Linked DNA regions of Zea mays: region 2 is linked to region 1. The links are chromatin contacts, called in public Hi-C maps. All regions are on one chromosome and are shown on one strand. Each heading gives the region's core, a stretch centred on a gene start, on an enhancer-like site or on the middle of the called end of the contact. The rest is flanking DNA. Distances are from core to core; before and after follow the strand shown. Region 1 holds the start of LOC100279218. Region 2 holds the start of LOC100281798.

The links. A called contact is a pair of places that touch in the nucleus more often than the background predicts.
Region 2: a Hi-C map of leaf shows a contact between it and region 1, with 2.1 times the contacts expected there. The contact joins the promoter of LOC100281798 here to the promoter of LOC100279218 in region 1. A contact is called at or near these places in 3 of 25 Hi-C or Micro-C datasets (ear and leaf).

What each region holds. Positions count from the first base shown.
Region 1 is chr1:187,958,731-187,964,147 of Zm-B73-REFERENCE-NAM-5.0, forward strand. LOC100279218 reads left to right here and starts at 1,611. Exons shown (of 9, transcript NM_001353877.1): 1 at 1,611-2,101; 2 at 3,193-3,595; 3 at 3,862-4,056; 4 at 4,837-5,291; 5 at 5,365-5,417. The coding sequence starts at 1,781. LOC103504716 reads left to right here. Exons shown (of 2, transcript NM_001326459.1): 2 at 1-78.
Region 2 is chr1:188,097,447-188,103,041 of Zm-B73-REFERENCE-NAM-5.0, forward strand. It overlaps LOC100281798, which reads right to left and starts at 1,343. Exons shown (of 2, transcript NM_001154718.2): 1 at 953-1,343; 2 at 66-848. The coding sequence starts at 1,208. The coding sequence ends at 346. It overlaps LOC100381768 (Sas10/U3 ribonucleoprotein (Utp) family protein), which reads right to left. Exons shown (of 17, transcript NM_001174569.1): 8 at 5,366-5,450; 9 at 4,553-4,726; 10 at 4,104-4,256; 11 at 3,952-4,029; 12 at 3,726-3,865; 13 at 3,526-3,631; 14 at 2,896-3,149; 15 at 2,738-2,804; 16 at 2,579-2,647; 17 at 2,240-2,471. The coding sequence ends at 2,340.

The sequences.
Region 1 (5,417 bases), core at 361-2,860:
TACTGTGTTTGTTCGGCAAATTGTATTGGAGTGGAAATGGCGTGCTTATTACAGGCTTTGGTAAGTTATATTATTGAGAATTGCAAAGTGTATCTGTTATCTTTCTTCAGACTGACATGGTCACTTAATGTTAAATTGCTATTTTTGCTACACTGGACTGGATCAGCCGAAGAAGCCATTTGTAATCCACTTTTTCTTGTTTGGATGTGCCTAGAATCATCTCTCAGTTGTATGTTACCAGCTCTGTGCACAAAATACGGCTTTAATCTCGAGTATAGGTATGTCATATTATCAAAGAGAATGCAATACAAATCTTGACATCCCTGTGCTGTATTACAAAGAAGGGACCCTAACCCTACAAAAAAAGGGTTCACAAGTTTTCACGGCCCTATTTATTTCTGAACCTGTAAGTCTTCACAAGCTACAGATTTGTTAGAGATATCAGTAGTATAATATCCAAGGTCAATGATGCCACCGTCTGTAACTTATTTTAGCGCAGGTGTTACGAGTAAGTGGAGGTGCTGAACTTTCAGAAATGAAGGTGTTCTTCCTTTTTTTTTAATCATCTCGAGTTCAGATTGAGCTGCTGGGAAGTGCTATGTTTGTTCAAAAAATACATGCATCTATGGGCAAATCCGAATGCCAAAAGGCCTTCACTTTTGATGCAAGGTTTGTCTGTGGAAATGGCGACGTCTGGATCTGATCTCGCGTCATTTCTCCCAATGAAACGATTCTTTCACCGAAAGCAAACGCGAAGCAGAAAGAAAGGAAAAAAAACAATGTTTTTTTTTGTCCGAAAGAAGCAGTAGCAAAGGGAGGCTAGCAGACTTTTTGTTCGTCCAAAGGATCATCTTTCCATGCTCCCTGAATCCTGCTTCCTGCCTCTGTTAGGCTATCCGCAGCGGTTCCCTCTAAATTTTTCCCCCTATATCACTTTTCTGGGTCACATCATCAACAGTGTATCCCCTACTTTTTCATCTCCCGCAGTGGTTTCCCCTAAATACTCCCCCTATATCCCACTACAATATAAAATATCATTTTCTATACCTACTTTTCATCTACTATCAATTTTTCTTCTACTATTAATTGAAGGCGGGCCCACAGGAACAGTGGTAGGGGGGAGCGCGCGCACGCTGCAGCTGAGGGGAGAGAGAAGAGTCCCGCGCGGTGGAGTGCGCGATAGCGTGCTGCGCTGCGGGCGATAGCGCGTGCGCTGTAGCCGGCATGCAAGCGAGCGCGCGCCGTAGCGTGCGGCGCTGCGGCCAGTCTTAAGCTTCGTCTACATGAACTGTAGGACTGGCACCTCTGCTCTTTACTGCCAGATCCACGTGGGCCTGTAGTGGAGTGGAGGCCTACCGAAACAACTTGAGTGGTCAATGGGCCAGTGCCTGTCTTTGTCGGCCCAACGCACCCCGACAACGACGACAAACCCGTGGAGGGCGCGTGCTTGTGAATACGAACTCGCACGGGGGCTATATGCAAAACACGCGCGTACCTCTGCAGCCACTGCAGAGGGCATTTGTGACTGCATGTGGGTCCGGGTACCCGCCGGGCTCACCTGGCAGCGTCTGTAGAGGATCTCAATCCCACGGCCACACCACACCCACCTAGCTTTGCTTTCCTCGTCCGCTTCCGGCTTGCCCTGCCTCTCTCCGCCCCGCGTCGCCTCATCGCCAACAACCGACGAGATCCGGCGCGGGAAAACGAGCCCTAGATCCGGCGGCACCCTCATGCGACCTTGTTGAGTCCGGGCCTTCCTCCTCCCGCCGCTGGTGTCGCCATGGCGGGGAGCGACCTCGAGCCGCTGCGCGCGAGCGCGGCGGCGCTGCCGTCCTCGTCGGACCCGGACTCGCCCGCCGTGACCCCGCGCCGGAGCCGCGTGCGGGACCTGCTGCGCAACCTGGACCGCCGGCTCTCCAACCGAAGCCGCGGCGGCGCGGACGCGGGGCACGGCGGCGGCGAGGCCGGGGCGTCACCGAGGAGGCCCGAGGAGGATAGCGACGAGCTCGGCGACGGCGCGCCGCCCGAGTGGGCGCTGCTGCTCGTAGGATGCCTTCTTGGGCTCGCCACCGGCATCTGCGTCGCTGTGTTCAATCGCGGGGTGAGTGCCAAGACCTCTCCATGTGGGGGGCCGCGTTGTTTCTTCATCTCACGGAAGAATCGAGTCGTATGCATATTTTGGAAATTCCCACTCGTATGCTGGTGTTAATTACTTTATTACGGCTTGCGTTGCTGTTTATTGGATACTGGAGGCCTCAATGTATCTTTTGGTGTCTCCTAAATACGAAATTTCATACCGTGGGGATGGTGTACCATGTCTCACAGTATTTCGATTTCGACTACACTGTGTGAGGCTAAGGGTTTGCAGGCAGAATCTTATGTTGTATGTTAGTGCTATACTGCTATTAGCCGGCTACTGTTTTGTTGCTGGTGATTTTTGTGAACGACCTGGCTGTGTCCTGATTTATATGCCGTGAATTTATTATCAGATAGCGTTTGCTAATACTGAATTGATTAGGTGGTTGGATGTTTTATTTTCCCCAAAATGCTTAAAAACAATGTATGATGCACACACAAACACACTCACAGACACAGAATTTAAGGTAACCATTTGTAAAGATTGCTTGATATGTTGTTTTACTAGTTAGTGTTACAAGTGACTCATCAACACGATTTTTTTTGAGTAACTGGTGTTCTTTGGGGTGATATCTTGGTTATTCCACTCCATTTGGTTTTGCTTTATCATTTAGTGCAAGTAATGTATATCTATATGTTGCATTATGGATGTGCGTAGTTCCATTTTTTTAGAACTCCTAAGTATGTTTTTCTAAAGGGTTTTCACGGTTCAACTGAGTAGAGGGTTTGCACTGAATATTTTCCCTTATTATATACAATCAAGGTGATTTTACTCACCTGTTTGCTCACTTACTGTGATGTTGAGTCACTGGCAACTAGCAAGCAATTTTCAATACAGGGTTAGATCTAGATCCGTTGCACATTATTTGCGATGTGTACTTAAATCAGCTATTCAAATCAAAAGGAGAATATGTTAATTTGGAAGAACACATAGTCATTGTATAAGAGGTATACAACTGTGTTTGGCTGTGGTTTTTTTTCATTCACACAGAGTTATTATTTGGACCTTCCCGAATGTCTGTCACTATCTCAGAAGTGGCTGCCTGACCTTTTCAGGTACATGTCATACATGAATGGGCATGGGCAGGCACTCCCACTGAGGGTGCTGCTTGGCTTCGTCTGCAGAGGCTTGCTGATACCTGGCATAGGATATTGTTAATTCCAGTGACTGGTGGAGTAGTTGTGGGCATGATGCATGGATTATTGGAGATTTTTGAGCAGATAAAGCAATCCTTATCATCTCAAAGGGAGGGTATTGATTTCATGGCTGCGATTTTTCCCACAATCAAAGCTATCCAAGCCGCAATTACTTTAGGGACAGGGTGTTCACTGGGGCCAGAAGGACCCAGTGTTGATATTGGTAAATCATGCGCAAATGGGTGTGCGGAAATGATGGAGAACAATAGGGAACGAAGAATTGCTCTTGTTGCTGCCGGATCAGCTGCTGGAATCGCCTCAGGTATTTTAATTAATTATCTATTCCATTCGTGATATGGACTCAATGGACCGAAAATGAAAGGGGTGTATTTCCAGTTTTGTTTCAGCTTGCTAAGATATTGGCCGTTTTTATCTAAAAATTGCACTTCTGTTTAGGAAGTAGAAACATGAAATATTTTAGGAATAATAAATATTTGCTTAAATTCCTTTTTACAACCTTCATGTTCTTCATGCTACTGACTTTCTTCCCCTATATCCTCTCCTAACTTGTGTTACTATGGTCTTTAGGTTTCAATGCTGCAGTTGCTGGGTGCTTTTTTGCTATCGAAACAGTATTACGGCCACTTCGAGCAGAAAATTCTCCACCATTTACTACTGCTATGATTATATTAGCATCAGTTATATCATCAACTGTTTCCAATGTTCTGCTAGGGGAAAAGGCAGCATTTATTGTGCCGACGTATGAACTAAAATCTGCTGCTGGTATTTTACTTTATTCTGATTATTTTTGGTGTTAATAAGGTAGTTGTTTCTTAGTTACCTTCAAGATATAGGGAAGTATGCGTTCTCACCTTATTTTTGGCTCTAATTTTCATCCATATTTTTGAGATAATTTCAGTCTGTCATTTTTGTGATACATGGCCTGTACGTTTTTTGTGCTTTTGCTATTTTGGGTAACATTCATGTTAGTGAATATCTGTAATAAACTCTGTTGCGAACATCCGATTTTAAGTCATTTATAGCTACTGTTCATCACCATGCCATCTTATGTCTCCAACTTCTATATTCCTCCAGCCGCCTGTCTAGCATTCTCTTTTTGAAACTTGGGAACTCAAATAAAGCTTCTATTTCCTACTTTAGGCTCTAGTGCCCAATCAAACTTTATCTGGCTCTTTAATCTTCCTCTAGGCTTATGGTAAGAACTTGAACATGTGTTCTTTTTTCTTTTTAAGTTTGGTGTTAATTGCTTTTCCAAGAGAAAAAAATATAGTTGTATTGCGCTTTAGTCTTTAATAATCAAATGTGGCAGGTTCATGTCAGCCTGTTCTATTTACCACCATGATGCAGCACATGTGATTCAACATAGAAGTATTTACATTTTACAACTCCGTTTTATTAGTGTATTCATGAGTTAACATTTTTATTGACATTTAGAGTTTGGTAATTCGGAATACTTTGTGATCTAACATGAGTTGTATTTCTCCAACTTTTTTACTGTTAACTTTGTTTCAACATAAAACTGACTAAGATTATATTCACCAGAGCTGCCACTCTACCTTATTCTGGGCATGCTTTGCGGTGTTGTAAGTGTGGCATTCAGGCAGTTGGTTGTTTGGTTCACTAAGACTTTTGACTTGATAAAGAAGAAGTTTGGCCTTCCTGCTGTAGTATGTCCTGCTCTAGGTGGTCTTGGAGCAGGCTTAATAGCTCTAAGGTATCCTGGAATATTATATTGGGGTTTCACCAATGTGGATGAGATTCTACATACGGGCAAAAGTGCTTCAGCCCCTGGAATCTGGCTCTTGGCTCAATTAGCTGCTGCGAAAGTTGTAGCAACGGCACTTTGCAAAGGTTCTGGTCTTGTTGGTGGCCTTTATGCTCCAAGTTTGATGATTGGCGCTGCTGTTGGTGCTGTTTTTGGAGGCTCAGCAGCAGAATTAATAAACTCTGCGATTCCGGGTAACACTGCTGTTGCACATCCTCAAGCTTATGCACTGGTAAGTTTCTTATTTTTTGTCAGTCAGTTTAACGCGTGACTCCTATATTGTGCTAACTTTCCATACGATTTAGGTGGGAATGGCTGCTACGCTGGCTTCAGTGTGTTCTGTTCCACTGACATCTGT
Region 2 (5,595 bases), core at 93-2,592, 140 kb after region 1:
CCAGCCTTTCCAACTTTTTAACTTGGAGAAGTGCAGAGGCACATCCAAATATTTAAGAGGCGGCTTTTGTTGCTTGCAGCAGAATAATATTTAAATTCTCTTGCGTTCGATTCTGGAATTTGTTCCAAACAGGTCAAAGATTACACCTTATCTTCTGGCACCAACTACCAAGATTTACCATGTGTGACATAGCAAACAAAATCGAGGAACGAAACAGAAAAAGAAGAGTGAAAAGAAGAGTGGTAGCTAGATCGATATCGCTCTCGTCCCAAGCATCCAGATTCTAGAAGCTGCGAAAAGCACGGCAGCAGGTGCTCATCGTCCTGATGAATCTGACCCACAGCATCACTGCACCTGGATGTTGACGACCTTGGCCCCCGCCGACAGCTTGGGGATGGTGAGGTACAGCACTCCGTCCTTCACTTCTGCGGCGATCCTCTCCACGTCCACGTTCTCCGGCAGCTCCACCCGCGTCCTGTACCGCCCGAAGCTCGCCGGCGGCCACGCCTCCTCCTCATTATCTCCCTCCTCGTCGCCGCCGCCGTCAGCAGCAGGCTGTTGCTTCTTCTCTGCGGCCACGACGAGCGTCCGGTCCTGCACGCTGACCCGCACGTCGTCCCGCGCCATCCCTGGCATGTCGAACCGGACCAGGTACTCCCCCGCGCGCTCCCTGACCTCCCACGGCGTCCGCCCGTGGTCGGCGCGCGGCACGGCGGTGGGGGCCGCCGCCGCCGCCGCAGGCACGACGCCGCCGAAGCGGGTGTCGGTGTCAGCGTCGTCGGCGTCCATGATGGTCCGCACCATCTGGTCCAGCGTCCTTGCTTCCGGGAAGCTGTCCCACCACAGCCCTGAAAGCACGCGCGCAATTCGATTGATTTGGTGCTGAACTGTGGTTTAAGTTACCGGAGCAGAGTATCGTTATCGTCTCGTCCCCAAAAGTCAAGGTACTCACCGAATGGTGTGGTGCGGACGACCCTTCTAGCCCTCGGGCCTGGAGCACTCGCCCCCTGCCGCTGCTGCCTGCCCTTGGACGCCCTCTGCAGGTGGTCCAGGTTGTCAGCGGAGCCATTGCCGTTCCTGGTGGAGGACTGGACCTTCACCGACGACGAGGGTCGAGCGATGGGCCACCTCGCACGGCGAAGGGCAGGGGACGATGTTGTGGCGACGGCCGGGTGAAGGTTGTTGGGGGCCGCCGCGGCGTGCCACATCGTCCGTGCTCTCTCCCGACCTCCCTCCCGAGCTGGTGATGAGGATCGGACGAGCGAAACGGAAAGCGGTGATGAGATGAGTGAGACGATGGTCAGTGCAACAGTGCACGGGAGTGGTGACCGTAGCGGCGTTCTTAAATTCAGGTAAGGCCACATCACGAGGGAGGAGGAAGAAGAGAAAAGAAGGACGTGGTGGTTTCTGGAGAGTGGCGCGGTGTTCTAGACCTCTCTGGACTGGACCCCACATGCGCTGGCTGGGCCGCCAAATGGACTGGAACGGAATGGATATCTTTCTTTCTTCTTCTAAATTTTAGTAAACTCACTGCAAATATATTAATGAGAAGTCTGATTTATGGTTGTCAAAACAATAAGAAGTCTGGTGTTATACTAATTTTCGTACACAGACGAACAAGATATCTACCTCTATGGTTCTATTTTGGTCAGCTACTCAGCTAGTCCGCATCAGGCACCACTTTTTTTGTTTGCTGTCAACGTAGAACCATCATGTTGTTCCCTTCAAATTAAAGACAGCTATTCAAACTGTTGCAGCTTAAATCTAAAGACAAAAACACTGTAGAAGTAGTATATGTTCGTTTGTGTCGGATTGCACCTGAAATCGTTCCAGCTAATTAAAGTTTATATAAATTAGAGAAGCAATCCAGCTAGGAATTCTTCTAACCCACCAATCCAACACAAACGAACAAGGTCTAAGCGGGTTCGGATTAAAGCCAAGTGAACAGGCTGCATATGTGTAGAATTACCTAGGGACCCATATCAGTTCCACAGCTGGTTATTGTCAAGAATGAAAGGCTGCCATGTTATGCATGCTGTCATGCTACTAGCAATGTCTCACGGTAAGGACATTTATCTAAATAAACAGCCCCTACTAATATATATGGTTCGAAATAATATACAAATTTCCTTGATAATTATACCACCTAGTTTTCACACACACAGGCAACGGTGATAATGATATTTTTCGCAAGCAAAATTGTACTCATCTAATACCGTAAGACAAATTCTGGAGTTTATGCGTTCGAATGACATGCAAACAAAAAATAAAGAAAATGCCAAGTTAAGACCAGAAACAACTCCTTCCATGTCCAACCTAAATATACTACTTGCATCAACTCAACTCTTGAACCGAACACTGCGGCTGACATTCGGGTTGATGCCAGACGTTTCACCTCCATACGGACCAGACTGCTTCTTGATATCACGCACTTGGCCTTTCCGCTTGACAAGCTTGTTCTTGTGCTTATCCTGAAAAGAGTTGCAAAAAGGAAAAGCTAATGTGTTACCGCCCTGGCAGAGTTTGGATTCCCTCACAGGTCACGCATATACTACAACTGCAATGCTATGCCACTTACCCTGTAGTTCTTCCGCGGGTTCTTCTTCTTCTTATTCCTGGAACGAGTCAACCCCCTGTTCTTCAAGATCTGCAAGGGTTTGGATTTTTTACTTAGAAGCGTGTGACAGGGAACCGGATTCTATAGTGTTGTTACACGATGCACCAGGTGAAGATTAACCTGATACGAAATCGTCCTCTTGCCATCGCCTTCTGTTTCTTCCTCCAGATGTTCAACGCCCGGAGTTCTGTCATATGGGAAAAGGTATAAGCAGCAGCATAGCATTCACCAGAAGCGGCCTTATTTGTTACATGGTGTGGCATATCAGTGAAACTTACGGCGAGTACAGAGCATTCTTGGTTGATAGCTTTTCAGTCCTCTTTCTTTTGACATCCCGATGGATGTCGTCTTCAGATTCATCACCACCTTCTGGCAACTCATGGTGGTCCTCCTCTTCAGAAGCGTCACCATCTGGCAGCTCATGATCCTCTGCTGAGTTAGCCCCTACTCTTGATAGGACGCGAAGCTCATGTTTTCTCCGTCTTTCTCCGATATTATCTCTCTTCGGAAGGTCATCATCACCAGAAACAAACTTGAAGATACAAAACAAAGGTTTAGACACGGACAACCAAAATCCTGTAACTCCGGATAAAGCTTAAGACACAACTTATGCTACCCCCCTATACTTTTTCTTAGGTGAGATGCTTAAAACTGAAATAAAACTTACAAGAATCCAAAATCAGAATGTAAAATTCACCATCAATTTCAAACTCACTAGACAAATTACTTTGAAACTACAAATATCCTGGACACTAATGTCAAGATATAGCTACACGAAATCATTTCCGACCTAAAATGACTAAGACAATTGATGCATGGGGATTTACATGTTATCCCATTCCATAACCTAGGACCACACAATGGCAGAACAAGAAACATACAACCTGTAACTGAGTAGTGTATCATACCATGCTTTTATTTGATTTAGCAGCTGCTGCAACAAGCTTGCTAGGCTTCATCATTTGGTTATTCTTCAGCACTTCATCATCAAAATCATCCAATGTCTGCAGGCCACTTCTACATATAACAGACAAATATTACTAAAACCACAAAGAAACAAAAAAAAACGTTATTATGTAACAGAAGAAATGCATAGCTAATAACTCACTTATCACTAGTTGTCCTGGTTTTTGACGACTTCTCTGGCTTCGAGCGTGTCAAATTATAGAGCCCTTTTTTCTTTAACCTTTCCTCAAGGTTTGCTCTTACCTTCAACATTTCAAGGCTATGCAAGCCCATTCGTTCATCCTGTCATTTGTAAATTTCAAATTCAGGCAGTTACACTCAAACTTACCAGGAAAACAATGAACACTACATGTTCATATTAGATTAACCTTGTTCTTCTGTTCATTAACTTCATGATAATCGTTATTACAAGGCTCACTCTTTCTTGATTCAGAGACTTCAGCACCCTAAATTATCAATCATATGTTATTTTGAGTGCCAAGGTAATAAAGTAATAGATACAAGAGAGCAGAAACAGTACTTGTTTCACTTTATCCAGTGCTAGTACATTGCTAAATTTGCCCTCCTGTTTGTCCAATGAGACTATCTTATCTGTTTGGATGGTGCCACAATGCATACTATGGTCATCAGCGCACCCTTTTTGGCTCACTGGATTCAAAGTGATTTGCTTTATCTGCAATAGTGAAGACATTGAATCTTTCACGTAACGCATAGTCCAAAACTTTCCAATCGACTCAGAAAGAGAACTTATCTAATAAGCCCTTAAATAATGATATGCAATGACAGAACAAATTCTTACATGTTACGAATTCTACCAAACTCTTTTTTGGTCTAGTAAGACTGATTAGAATACCAAGCCAATAAGCATCAAGAAGAAAAGGAGGGGAGAATTCATCGGGCAGATAAAGGGCAGCACAGGCATGCTTTCTGAATTCAGTACAGATAGAAATAAGGTTTACTACAACAAACCTTCTCTACCATATTCTTGGTCTCTATCAAGCGAGAAATTACAGGATGATCCTGTACGGACAACCCCTCAGATTTCATAAGGAGATAGAAGGTAATAGCTTGACAATGAGCAAGCAAACAAGCTTTCTTCACTTCAAAAGGTTGCATTTTATCTTTGCCTAGACAAGACGTGACCTGCAAAAATATCCAATTATCAAGGAAAGCGATACGGAGAAGGGATACTAAACAGGCTATAAGCACTCAGATAAAAAACCACATAACTTAGCAGTGAATCATAGTAGTGAAACAAGCAAATTCAACTAATCTGATATAACATAAACCGCAAAACCCCACGAATCACCGACATGAACCATGAACAAATGGTGATCACGAACCAAGCCATACTAGAGCAAGCTCAAGCTTGTGTGTGTCAGTAACTAAGCAAGAAAGTATCAGTGGAATGGAGAATAGTGCCAAAGATGGCGTAGTAGATGAAAAAGAAATAAAAAAATATGAATACTTTCACCCTTTTAGGATATTCGCAACAATCTTTAGCTTTATTGTAGGGACAAGATATGGTCCTGTTTGAACAACCATATTTTACCTTTTGTTCAATAGTGCAAAACATCTAAGCTTCATGAATAATATGCAATAAAAGGCTAAAGTGAAGACAAACAAGCCTTTACTGGTAAGCTAGCAAATATTGGTGTTTCAAGTTTCAGAGTTCTTCCACACATGTAAGTTAAAGTCTTCAAGCTACACAATTATTCAGCGAATACTATTAGAATAAGAAACAAGAACATTGTTTCAATTGTGAGTGCGGCAGTAATTTACCTCACTTGTTAGCTGTCCTATGGCCCTAAGTTCTTCATGGGCATCCTTCAACTCAGACAACAAGCTAACGAGTTCAGGGGCAGAACTGATAAGTTCAGAAGCAGAAGTGCACAAAATTAATATATAAATAAATGTCAGCATTCATTGCACTTAAACACATAATGACAATGTCACACTTCAAGTAGTACATAATTTAGATGTTATAAGCATTACTGCATTACAGATCTCAA